Regions from separate parts of the Mus musculus genome. Here region 2 is linked to region 1. Evidence: chromatin contacts called from public HiChIP or PLAC-seq data. All regions are on one chromosome and are shown on one strand. The core of a region is the stretch at or near the end of the contact, and the rest is flanking DNA. Distances in the headings are between cores, read along the strand shown. Region 1 overlaps Agtpbp1 (ATP/GTP binding protein 1). Region 2 overlaps Golm1 (golgi membrane protein 1).

Region 1 (6,628 bases), core at 3,374-5,873:
CCCACAGACATGGTCTGTGTCACTTTACTTTCTGGTCAGCACTCAGTAAGAAGCAGATGGCTTGGAGAAAAAACAACCTTCTTTAGATTGAGACAGGGTCCCCACAGCCCCGGCCGGCCTTGAGTCTGGGTCCTCCCCTCTCTGCTCCCTAATTGCTGGTGTGTACCACCAGGCCTGACCAACACTTCTTTTTACAGGATTCAAAATTTACTTTAAAAACAGCTCCCAAGACACTAAAGAGAACATGTATTATCTTAAACATGGTACTTAAAAAAGTATTGATTTGGAAAAATGTATAAATTAAAAATCTACTTTAATAATGTTTTCCATTTTGAAGGGTTTAGAAGTGACTAATTTAGGAATAAACAAGGAGACACGGACAGCGAAGCACAGAGTGCTGGCTAACATGTGGTCTTGGCAGTTTTGTTTGTAACAGCAAAAACATCCCTTAAAGCAAGCATCTAGTCCCAAGCATCTCGAGTTTGCTTTGTTTAGTGATGACAGTTACCCTTGCCACAAGATGGCCAACCTTCTGCAAAGTGTCACTACAAGAAACAGTTTGAATTGCCTGGGGTCACCTAGGGCTCCTGCTAGTACTGCATGCCTTAACATGGCCCCTCCCAAGCCCAGGAGCAGTTAGCTCATGAGGTGCCAATCAAACCAGTGTGCAAGTGCAACGGTCAGTGCTCACGTCCTGGCAATGAGGGTCTCTCAGTGTGTGCACAAGTGTGCACAGCTGAGAAAGGGGCAGCCTGAGGGGTACAGGCATCCTACACCATCCCAACCTTAACACTAGGAAGCTAAGCTGCTTATCATGCTCAGATTTGGGGTTTTTACAAGTTCTACACACTAAAAACCTTTCTGAGCTGGTTAAAAAGATGACAAGAGAAATGCAGACTCTGATATAGTTTTTATTTAACTTGATAAATGTAGAATGGGATGGATTCGAGGCAGATTCTAGATTAGGTTAGCCACAATACACAGTTCACATGCTTCTGATGGGCGGTCAGTTATCTTCAGTAACTACCCACCTCCACACAGACACATCTGCAGAAATCCATGTACAGTTATCTTCAGTAACTACCCACCTCCACACAGACACATCTGCAGAAATCCATGTACAGATATAGTGATTTTCAACACTCTATAATTTAGATTTTGTATTCGGACACACTGAATTTATCTACTTGATGCAGTGCCACAGGAGATAAAAATTCATGCAATGATTCTTGGGTTCTTTTTTTTTTTTTTAAAGTAAATCTATCATTTGATAATTCAATGCTATATAAAGAACATTGAATATCTAAAATAAAACAAATGCCAATTATATCATTAATTAATAATATATTTATTGTCTTGAAACCAAATAGGCCCAAGTTCCTTTTTGTCTTCTTTGAGTCAGCTGTCTAAATGCTTGTCCCTCTCAAACTTCCTACATAATGAAAACCAAGACATTTCATTTCTTCTTGGCAATTAACAAAGATGGCAGAAATTTCAAATCAGGTGTGTTCTTGATACCTCAGAGTCAGAAAGGGCTTCTTCTTGGGCAGAAGGCTCATAATCACCTGTGTTCTCCGCTAATTCAACATCTAACTCATCATTGCTTTCTGCACTGTAATCAACTTCTTCAAGGAACCGAGGTTCATCTTCATCCAAAACGTAAGTGGTGGGGCTGCAGCCAAAGCACAGAACACACAAGGGTTCGTGAGAGCAAGGCTGACACACCACCTCACACACCAACCTTGACCTCAGTAACACAGAGCACACGGCGTCCTGAGACCCAAGGCTTCGATGCACCACCTCACACACGCCAACCTCAGTAACACAGCGGTTTGTCCTAACTTGGAACTTCTGTCCGAGTGGACAAGGTGAGAGGGTTCTAACAGTTGAAAGCTGCCTGCTTCAGCAATAGGGAACTTGGAACTTCTGTCCGAGTAGACAAGGTCAGAGTGTTCTAACGGTTGAAAGATGCCTGCTTCAGTAGTAGGGGCTGAAATGGTGCTCTTTAGTGATCCTGCAAGTGTGCACCATTAGCAGAAGGGAAATGGATTCTCTTAATGGTTATTTCAAGGATTTCATCAGCACACACACTTAGAATTCATTTTAAAGTTCTATTTTAATCCCTGTAAATTAGGCAACAGGTAATTCCAATGCGCTGTGTGAGAAGCTGTGGTACCCACCCGGCATAGTGGAGGAACGAGTTAGAACCAGTCAAGTGTACAGAGTGATTAGCTGCTGTGAGATGGTCACAGCCACATCCCCACAGTGTCCGTGGATCCGGAGTAAGAGTGAAGCAGGGTGAGTAGTCTACACCCGCCTCCTGGGACTGTTTCCCACTGGGATAGCGGGTGAGCGCTTGGTAAGGCTCCAAGTGCCTGTAAGCTTTCCTTCACGCGGTGTATGAGGGGAGAACGCTCCTCCACTCCTGCTCTCAGTGGGTGGGAACTGACACACTCACACCACGCAGACACTGCAGGAACAAGTCACACACTGAAGCCCTGAGCAAACCACCTTGAATTTCATATGTATGTTGGCTCATAGGCCACTTCTACAAAAAGATTTCTCAGAGATGAAGCAACTAATAGCAATAAAATCAGACAAAAGAGAAAAAAAATCTGTTCAAATAAGGAGAAACGCAGGTCAGTCAGCTCTGGAGATGGAAGAACCCACAGCTGAGACAAAGCCTGGGCCAGCACTGGCTCCCCAGTTACAGTTCTGAGAGAAGAAGGTAGACCTCATCTGAGGGGCACTTTATTCCTCCAGTGAGCTTTCTCTTTGCGGGGAGAGGGGCTGCGAGCCATTTTCCTCTGACACAATTGGCTTTCTCTTAGAAGTTCACCTCATTCTATAGTCCAGATAAAGATACTGACGGGCTTAGAAAATGAGCAAGACTTGATAGCCCTAACATTTACAAGGACAAATCCCAATTTTCACCATGAAATTTAAATAAGTAGTTATTAACCTGATAGCTAGGTCTTACTGGACAGAAAGATTGTTAAAGAAGATTGATTGTTTTGGAAATGACTGTTACTATCTTTTTTCTTTTGAAATGTAATAAGCCATTCCCCCTCCACTTCAGTGTTTAATCACATTCTCCTGAGAGAACCAAGAGACTCCTAAGAGGCTGAGACAGAGGAAAGCAGACAACCTGTGGGCACCAGCCTGCTTAGTTCTGGTTGCAGATGTGAGGACAGGAGAGACGCTTGGCAGTGCTAGCAGACAAGGCTGGAGGGCAGAGAACAGGAGCCCCAGGGAGGTGAGGGCAGAGGCGCATGGACAGGGGACGGTGCTCAGGAGCTAAAGCAGCCAGTTTAAGAAACTGGAAGAAAAGCAGCCAGAGCAATCCAGTTTGTTTGAAGGATCCTCGGCTCAGAATAAGGATGTGTGTGTGAAGGCGGAGTCCCAAGTTCATCAACTGGAACGTCAGAAAAGGTTTGAAGGCCAGCCTTCTTAAAGCTGTACCCCAATGATAGACCGAACTAGAGGGGTGCTTGTGTAAGGCCCTGCAGCCTATAAGACAGCAAGGACTTGGGAGCCTCAGATGGAAAGGGCGAGCTGTGGCATGGCACAGCGAGAGGCAGGCAAGGCTGCAGCAGAGGCCTCTCAGTCCTGGCAGGTCGTGGGTCGCACCTCCATTTGTCATGAACAAGCCTGGTGTATTCACCACTAACTGCTCACAGTGACAGCGTCACCTGCTCTGTTAAGAGAACAGAAAGGGTAGGAAACGAGGCCACAGCGCTCAGGCAACGCCCGAAGCCCTCGGTGGTTCCTGAGAATCCACTCCTGGGCTCAGCCTCTGGAGTCCTTCCTTCTCACACTGGGGCAGGGCCATCAGTGCTCACAGTGGGACATTATCAGGACTGAGTGTGCCAGGGAAGGCACACACAGGTGAGAAAGCAGAGAACAGAAGTGTCTATGAACAAGGCATGAGGGAGGGAGGGAGGGAGGGAGGGAGGGAGGGAGGGAGGGAGGGAAGGGAAGGTACACAACCCTCCATTCTGCACACAGCTAGCCCTTGCAGTACGAATCACACTGCCATTATTTCACTGGCCGCCTCTGGCCCGCTTCTCTCTTCCTGTGGCTGCCAGTGGTGAGCATGCACTCCTGTGCCTCAACGTGCTCACCCACCAAGATGCTCCTGGTCCCAGCTCTCCATCTGCACATGCCCTCTGAATGCGCCCGCTCATTTTAATGTGCACTCATCTCTTCCAAATGCAAACACAGAGCCTGGCTTCCCAAGAGCCTCTTGTATACACATGGACTTGCCAAAGACATCACATGGATAACTCACACGTACCACAAATACTGCATGTTGGGAACACATGGTTTTCCCCACTAAATCTCTTCTTCTGTATTCTGAAATCCATCCATTTAGAAAGTCACTCAACTCAGACTTCTCCAGAAGAAAGGCAGCCAGTCTCCAGACCATGTCAAACCCCACCTGTTCCGTGACAAGCTCTGACCACACTTGTTTTCTCCACACAAGGTGTATTTCTCACTTTCTCCCTGTCCCCCAGTGGCTCATGTTTCTTTCAAAAGTGCAGCTTGGCCTCACCCTCAGCTCTCCCAGACACCTTGGCATGTGTTTCCTCTCTGCATGCTTCCTCTGCGCCCTGCACAAACATTCCATCTGACTCCATGCCTGTTTTCTCAATACCAAAGGTCAAGAATGTGGCCTGGCTGGCTAAACACCTCCTGTGGACCCAAAAAGCCTAGCAACACATCTCAGCTGCCTCAGTAAATGCTGGCCAAACTCTGAATGAATGTAAGAATTGATGCTAGCATCCCACCTACAGCAGCCTCCCTCCCCTCTTAGACACCAACAGGCACCTTACTAAAACACAGCTACTTCCTTCCTGAGAATCAGAGTCCAGCTGGGGCTTGTGCTGAGACCACTTCCTACTTCCATTCCCAACAGTCATGAATAGAGACCCCCATTTCCATAAGGGCCCAGACTCTTCTCTTCAGAGGCCCCACTCTACGGCCTGTCTCTGGTCATGTGGCAGGGAACAGAGCCTGCTGTGCTGTTGTCTGTCTACCTGCCAGGGTATCCTAACTCTTCTGCTCGATATTGCCAACACTCCACCTCAGTTCCCACTGAGCAGCCTGCGCCTTTCAACAGAAAGCAAGCAGGCTACCAGGACCATGAGTATTCCTCTCACCCCACCCCACTATCCCGCTTTACTGGAAAGGGTTTTGGGCACAAGGCCAATCACAGCAATTCATTTTCTTTTATTGAGCTTCCGTATGTGCTCTGTGTACTTTATAACTTAGGAAGAGCCGTCACAGATATCACCTCACATACTCAAAACCACCTTTCCTTTCATAGGAATACTTGTGTGTCATTCTGAAATCACTATTGTATAGAGACTTACAAGCACATGCAAACACATGCATACACAGAAGAGGAGGTAGGCTAAGCTACTATACAATACAGCTAACCAAAGAATATCTATTTGGAAAAAGAGAAAGGAATTGCTAATGTCTGATTGGTGGCAAGAGGCATGAAGCTGTAGCTATTAAATGGCCCTGAGCCAGTCCTCCCAGGAGAGTGCCGATGGCCAGGTCACTGTCATCGCGTCATCACGGAGGCACAACACTGCAAACAGACTGAGTGTCACTTGTGCACTCAGAGGACTTCAGGTGCAATGGAGACTGTGGGATTTAGAGACCTTCGGTCAGAACCATCAAACCTTGGGCAGTTCTGAGCTACAATTGTACAATACGATCTAGCTCCAATTAGTCTCAGCAAATCACTCCACTTCTGTGATAACCAAACATAACAGAAACTCCAATGGGCAAACAGGGCACCCCAAAAGCCCCTGAGCAGTGGGCTGAGGGGAGTGCGCACAGCAGAGCTCACACTCATGGCTCATCGCAGTGAAAGGATACAAAGCAAGCTCAGCAAGGGGAAGTGCGGGGCCAAGTCCAGTGGGAGGCAGGGCAAGGCTGGCAGCTGCCAGGGGCAGGAGTCCTCAGAGCGCCAGCAAGTTCAAAGGACTGCAGGGAAAAGCTGGAGTTCAGAGCTGCCACGTGTCCTGAAAAAGGGAGTTGCAGAGAGGTGACCTCAGCATTCAGCAGTGTTCCCAGACATATTTGACAAACTTAAGTGACACAGTGCAAGGGGCTAAAAAGCCACACAGCAGCACCCCACACAGAGGGACAAGGAAGCCACAGAAATGTTTTGCTGGTTTCAAGGTGCCAAAGAGAAGAGGGGGATCCTGAGGTGTCCACAGTGACCCCTGGTGGGCTGCTACTCAGAAAGTCTGGAGGGGCAAACCAGGAGTCAGCAAAACAACCTTCAGATATTTTGTAATGTTATCTCAAGCCAGCTTGGACTCCATGAAGTCAAGGACAACGGACCCTCTCATCTTTATTTATACCTGACACCTGGCTGTCACACAACTAGAGAAAAACCCAAGAGAAACAGCTCTAGTGTATTAATTACCACATGGGAACTCTAACATAACTGTGACCCAAAATAGATGACAAGATGGGGAATCTCAGCATCTGATTTCTATCTTAAAAAAAAAAATCACATTAAATCTAGACTCAAACCATACAACGGACACTAGAGCTCAGGATTAGGTCTAAAACTCACGTAGGTTGGTGCTGAGAAGAGATGGGA
Region 2 (6,683 bases), core at 1,683-4,182, 220 kb after region 1:
AACCTGCCAAATAAAAAACGCATGAGTTTCCACACTAAGCCTAGCATCCCCGAAGCAGACCACATCCATCTTCAGTATCCACAGGAAGGCAACCATGTGAGCTCTCTCTCTCTCTCTCTCTCTCTCTCTCTCTCTCTCTCTCACACACACACACACACACACACACACACACACACACACACACAACCATTCATGAAGAGGATATACCACAGTGCTCAAAGCCAAAGGTCTAGGTGCCTGAATGGTGAGCCAGCACTCCAGGGTGAGGTTTGTAGATTGGCACCACACAGGGACCCAGACACAATAAACTGGAGTCCTCATCATAGAACCATATCTCTTCAACCCAACTTGCTCTCTGTGTAGTGGGCATAGCTTAGCATTCCTATCTCCAGTATAACTTGAGATTGTTCATGCTTGCAAGCAGGAATAGGGAACCTTGTTTCCATATCACGTGAGACCTTCCGACATTTTTCAAGGTTTCCAGAGAGCGCTTTAAGTTGGCCTAGGAAAGGGAGGCTTTGGCCATCTGCCCTCACAGAATAGCTGCCATCCCAGGACAGCCTTTGGAAGCAGAGCAAGAATGCCATGCTGGAAATGAGTGTGAGCTGCTCCGTGTACATCACAAGAGAGAGGGACAGGGATGGGAGGCAGATGTCAGTCAGGCGAAGATGGGGTAGGACCCATGAGAGCCCGAAAAAAATCCTAGGAAACCAGGAGTCAAAATGAGCCTCTTCCTAAGTCAATTCCATCCAGAGCTTTGGTTACAGGGACAGAAAGGGACTCATTTCAAGGGACCGGTCGGTGACAAACCCCAAGTCTTCTCTACTGCAGTGTCCTGCTGGCTGTTCTCTTTTGAGTCCAATGGAGCTGACAGACATCACTAGAGCGTGGTTGTGAGTGTGACCTCAGAAAAAGGAACTGCTCAGTGTGGCTCAGAGCGTGACCGCCTGGGAAGGTTTGCACACTGTAAAGCCAGGGATGACCAGCCTGCTGACGGGAGCAAGGACCTCAGGTAGGAAAACAGCCGTGCGGGAGAGCCAACGTGGGCTGGCAAGGCCACATAGCTGGGTGACTGAGGGACAGAAATGGAGAGAAGTGGCCAAGATGGATGAGGGCTGCAGCTTTTCTTCCCCCACCCTTAGACTTGACAAAATCTAAACCATCTAAACCTTGCAAACCTCCCTGCCCCAGGCTCTCCTGAGGAAAACGCAATAACCATTAGTGTTAAAAGTCTCTGACTTTGGTGGTGGGAGTGGGAGAATGGGTCCACTGTGTAGACCAGGCTGGCCTCAAGCTCCCAAGCCTCCAGTCCCAGCCTGCACAACTGGATAAAAAGTCTCTACAAAACAGAAAGACCATGAAAAACCACTCTGGATTTTCAGCTACCAACTAACTGTGTTTTAAAATGATAACCGGCTGGTTAAAGCCAATACTTGCTTAAAAGGTAATTTTGCTTGTTTTTAAAGATAGGGTCGCACTCTGTAGCTCAAGCTGGCTTTGAATCCCCTGTCATCCTCCTGCTGCAGCCTCCTCAGTGCTGAGATTACAGACATCAGTAGCCACTATGCTATGCCGAAATTTTTTCTCCCTTGTTTTAGAAAATAGAAAGGCTCCTGAGAGTGTAGGTCAATGGTAGTCTGGGTTTAGCACAACCAAGGCCCTGCCCTGGGTTAGGGGCTCAGCTCACTGGGTGGTAAACAGATATCTTCCATGGTAACTTTTGTTGTGGTGGTTTTGTTTGTTTTGTTTATTATTGTTGCTTGACAGGGTCTTTCTATGTAGTGCAGACTGTCCTCGAACTTGATCCGTAGACCAGGCTGGCCTCAAACTCAGCGAGATCTGCCTCCTCTTGTCTCCCAAGTAGTAGCCTTAAAGGTGTATGACCCCTGGCCAGGTATAATGAGACAGAGAGAGACAAACAGAGACAGACAAAGAGAGATAGAGAAAAAGAGGGGGGGATGACAGTAAATGACCTATCAAATTCATTGGCACTTTATAAAGCTTTTCCTTTTTTAAGCCAAGTGGTAGTGGTATACATCTTTATTCACAGTCCTTGGAAGGCAGAGGCAGGTGGAACTCTGGGAGCTCAAGGCCAGCCTGGTCTACAGAGCAGAGCAAATTCCAGGACATTCAAGTTTACACAGAGAAACCCTGTCTCAAAAATAATATTTTTTCCTTTTGCACAGAATTTTTAATCACATAGCCAAATACATGTGAGCGATCAGATAGGAAGAGTCTGGATAGCCATGCTTGCCCGGCAGTGTTTTGTCTGCTTGCACAAGCTCTGGCCATCTGGGAAGAGGAACCAATTAAGAGCAATGCCTCCTTCAGATTGGCCCGAGCCAGGCTCTGGTACATTTTCTCCATTACTGATTCGCTGGTGCTTTATAGATTATATTATTCTTTCATTTACTCGTTTAAGTATATTCCTAAGTGTTTTTTTTAAACTTTGATACTATTATAAAAGATGGTATATTTAAATAGTTTTTCTTGGAATTTCATTCTTATTTTATGTAAAAACAACTAATTGTACTTTATAAGCTGATTTTATATCTTGCAACCTCACTGAATTATTATTTCCACAGATTCTGGGGTAGAGTCTTCAGGGTATTCTGTGTATAATAAAATAATGTCATCCTGGGGGGGGGGGCGATGGATGTGGGAGCTCAGCCCAGCCCTGTGGGTGGTACTACTGTTAGGCAAGTGGTCCTGGCTTGTATCAAAAAGCAAACCGAGCAAGTCATGGAAAGCAAGCCAGTAAGCAGTGTTCCGATCCGCAATACAATGCGGTCTCTGCTTGAGTTCCTGCTCTGGCCTCCTTCAGGGATTGACTGTAACCTGTAAGTCAAATAAAACCTCTCCTCTGCAAGCTGCTCTTGGCTGTGGTGCTATCACATGGCAGACACCCAGCCTAGGGAACAAAGTTACCAAACAGGCCACACCTCTGTCCTACCCACAGGATGGGCTCCACCTAAACCCAGCCAGCAGGCTGGAGAGCTGCTAGTTCAAAAGCCACTGTGATAAGCAACCCTGCACAGCACCCAGGTCTGCGAGGACCGAGGCCACCGCTTTGCTTTTGAGTTTAAAAACATTGTGCCCGGTCTCAAGCTGCCCCTGAGTCAGAGATCAGCAAACTGCGGTCCACAGCCCACAGTTGGCCTTTCCTGTAAACACAGTTTTACTGATATGGCTATCTTCCATAACTGCTTTCCAGATAGAAGACGGAAGTGAACACTTAAATCAGACACCTTTGAGTCGGTGTTTAAACATTAACGATCTTTAAACGCAGTCACAAACTTCCTCTAACAGAGGCTTAAGGTCAAGTCCACGAAGTCTGGTTCACTTCCTTAATAAACTCACCAGGAAGTACAGAGGCTACCTTCCTCTCACTTACTTCCTCGTCCCCCAACTGTAAAGACTGTGCTTCCCTGAATTCTGAATGTTTATAGCTTCTATAAAAGCCAAGAAAAAAAGAAAAAGATTATGCAACTGGACATGGTGGGACATGCCAGGACGAGGTAGGATTGGGAATTCTAGGCTAGCCTGGGCTACCCAGGAGTCTCTTTCACAAAACAAAACAGCCCCCACCCTGTATCCATAAGAAAGTTCTAGTAAACACAGTACTGACCTGTACTGACACACTAATCCCTTCATGCCAGGAGCCCTGGTGGATCCCCCTTTCTAGGGATAGTTCAATCCAATCCCTATCATGAATGGCTTAGTGTCTGCAAACAGCCTATGTTGCTCACAACACCCGGGGTGCTAATGCTAAGTCCTCCAAGGAGCCTGTGCTGTTCACAACACCCATGGTGCTAATGCTGAGTCCTCCAAGGAGCCTGTGCTGTTCACAACACCCATGGTGCTAATGCTGAGTCCTCCAAGGAGCCTATGCTGCTCATAACACCCACAAGTGCTACTGCTGAGTCCTCCAAGGAGCCTGTGCTATTTAGAAAAAGACAAAAAACAAAAACAAAAACCTGTGTGCATGCCTGGTACCCTCAGAGGTCAGAGAGGGCATCAGATCCCCTGGAACTGGAGTTAAGGGTGGTTGTAAGCCAACACACAGTGCTGGGAACCAAACCCAGGCCCTCTGCAAAAACAACAAATACTCTTAACCACTGAGCCATCTCTCCCCACCCAGGTTAACCGTTCTTCAGTGTGGTCACTGGGCCAGCATTAGAATTGTTGAAAATGTAAATTTTCTGACTCAAGGCAAAATATGAGATTCCAGGACTCTGGCCATGACAAGCAGACATGGAACCCAGAGACGTTAAGGAAGGCTGGAGGCCACACCTGTTCCTGTTAGCTCCCTCTAGACAGGATCAGCGTGGAATCTGGTTAGCCACCAGAGAAAGTGGCCCATTTAGCTTTGGGGGATATTTCTATTTCCCTGCCATTTGGGAATTAAGGTCTGGTTCATTTTCCTAGCTCTTTTGTGGGCGTCTGGCTTTCTTCCCGAGTTACCACCACAGCTCCTCTGAACAGAACGGATCGTCCTCCCAACCCTAGCTACGACTGTCTGTCCTGCGTGTGCCAGCTTTCTGTTCACTACTTGAAGAAGAGACGAAAAACGTGACATGGCTCTGTTTAAAGCAGCTGTGTACTCTAAGGCTCGTCTCTGTCCTGATCAAACTCTGTACATATGTAGGCAAGGCTAATAGGTTCATCAGAATGAATCCTGAGCAGCCCTGTCTCTGCAGGACCTGCAGGAAGGTGACTTGGGGGGGGGGGGGGGTTGGGGGTGAGGAGGTGAGGGTAGGGAATAACCTAGTAACCTAGTAACCTAGTAACCTGTCTGCTGTCTCAATACCAGCATCAGGAGGAGGAGACAGGAGACACCAGATCCCCAGTTCTGCTGCTGTCAGGAAAACCAGACAAATCAATTATTTGACTAGTAATAAAATCCTGTCCCTGCAAGAAATCAGCAAGGCAACAATTTTAAAAACTGGTAACAGCCAATGAGGCATCTTGAAGCCTCTGGCTCCCAAGTCAAATTCCTCAGGGACTCCAGCCCTGGCCAGTACTGCATGGACCAGAATCATCCGGTCGAGTTTACCAATTACTAGCAAGAGTAAGTCAGTGTTAACCTAGGGGGAAAATCATCCGTGTATGAACTATAGGGTGAAAAGTTATAGAGTAGCCAATAGAGAATGTTTCTGGTTTTGCTGGAAAAAAACAAAACAAAACAAAACAACAAAAAACAAAACAACAACTTTAAAACATCCAGTGCATGAATATATTTTCCTATATTATAAATGGAAAATGCATGAAAGCAAGGTCACAGATAAGTTATATGATGTAGTATGGTCCCCCGCCCCAATTCTCTAAGTCATTTTCCCTTGATTACATACATGTTTTTAATATAAAAGCAAAATGGTGACAACATATACAATGTAAGAGAGAAAGTCTGCAACTCCAGCAGCCTGGAAGCCGCATCCCACAGCATCGTATAGCTTCCGTGTTTCCTACGGCCGTCGTACTACGTGTGCATCATGAGGTAGAAAAGCTGGTCCCCTTCACACCAAGGCTGCCTCTGCTAGACACTGCCACCCAAAGAACCAGGTAGTTGAGAAAGGTCTCCACCCCAGAGAGACAGAGAAATTGTGCCATCACTGTTCAGTAACTGAGAGGGTCCATTTTTGTTCTGATTTTTTGAGACAGGGTTTCTCTGTATAGCCCTGGCTGTCCTGGAACTCACTTTGTAGACCAGGCTGGCCTCGAACTCAGAAATCCACCTGCCTCTGCCCCCCAAGTGCTGGGATTAAAGGCGTGCTCCACCACGCCCGTCCGAGAGGGTCCATTTCTAATTCAAACCTCCAAGCTGATTAGGAAGGATAACCCTAGGGTCCTGGTTTGCTGTAATAAACACCATGACCAAAAGCAAGTTGGGGAAGAAAGGACTTATGTGACTTCTAAGTCCATCACTGAGAGAAGTCAGGGTGAGAACTCAGGGCAGGAACTGATGCAGAGGCTGCTTTCTGGTTTGCTCTCCATGGCTTATTCGGCCTGCTTTCTTATACCACACAGGACCACCAGGGTCCAGGGATGGCCCCGCCCATAGTGGGTGGGGCCTTCCCACATCAATCTTTAATAAAGAAAATGTACCACAGACCTACAGACCAATCAAATGAAAGTGTTTTCTCAATGGAGCACCCCTCTTCCCAGATGATCCTATCTTGTATCCAGTTGACCAAAACTAACCAGCACCTCTGGGGTCTGTTGTCTGAGGCAGCTAGTGTGAAGCCTAAGGAGACTATCAGGGAAAACGTTCATCTTCAAGGGAGGATTTAACAACAGATCTAATGGAGAATGCTCCCACCCGGCCTTGTGATCAGCTGTAAAAAAAAAAAAAAAAAAAAAAAAAAAAAAAAAGCAGAGGACCAGCTGTCTCTTTTGGGCACCTGCATCCCAGAGGGTATGGGAGATGCTGCGCTGAGCCAGGCAAGAAAAACACTGTCATCCAGCCTCAGGGAGCCAGGCCCTTCATGAGCATGATGTTAAATTTACATACAGTGCACGAGAAGCATCCAGACTTCATTTGCTTGCCACTAAGTGTATTATAAAGCCATAAAATCCGGACAGTATTAATACAAATGGAAGCTAAAGTCCGAATGGCCTCTCTCAGGAAGTCACTGGTGTGCCTGAGGGGGTGGGAGATTGGCCAGTATCACTGGTCCCACTAT

Evidence for each region. HiChIP or PLAC-seq counts read pairs in DNA pulled down with a chosen protein or histone mark.
Region 2: a contact with region 1 is called in a FOXA1 HiChIP or PLAC-seq map of pancreatic cancer cells. The contact joins two enhancer-like sites. A contact is called at or near these places in 2 of 115 datasets of contacts at active chromatin or transcription factors (memory CD8 T cells and pancreatic cancer cells) and 1 of 9 other capture datasets (adipose tissue).

Annotation. Positions count from the first base shown.
Region 1 is chr13:59,448,643-59,455,270 of GRCm38.p6, forward strand. Agtpbp1 (ATP/GTP binding protein 1) reads right to left here. Exons shown (of 26, transcript NM_001377097.1): 26 at 892-1,672. The coding sequence ends at 1,495. Among named protein-coding and RNA genes, the nearest start is that of Gm34788, 35 kb to the left of the region's middle. Within about 2 kb of position 4,624, at least 50 of the 459 cell types and tissues checked have an H3K27ac peak or open chromatin away from gene starts, as enhancers often do. A contact at or near this core is called in pancreatic cancer cells, where this site is marked.
Region 2 is chr13:59,665,674-59,672,356 of GRCm38.p6, forward strand. It overlaps Golm1 (golgi membrane protein 1), which reads right to left. Exons shown (of 10, transcript NM_001035122.2): 2 at 1-3. Among named protein-coding and RNA genes, the nearest start is that of Golm1, 6.8 kb to the right of the region's middle. Within about 2 kb of position 2,933, at least 170 of the 459 cell types and tissues checked have an H3K27ac peak or open chromatin away from gene starts, as enhancers often do. A contact at or near this core is called in pancreatic cancer cells, where this site is marked.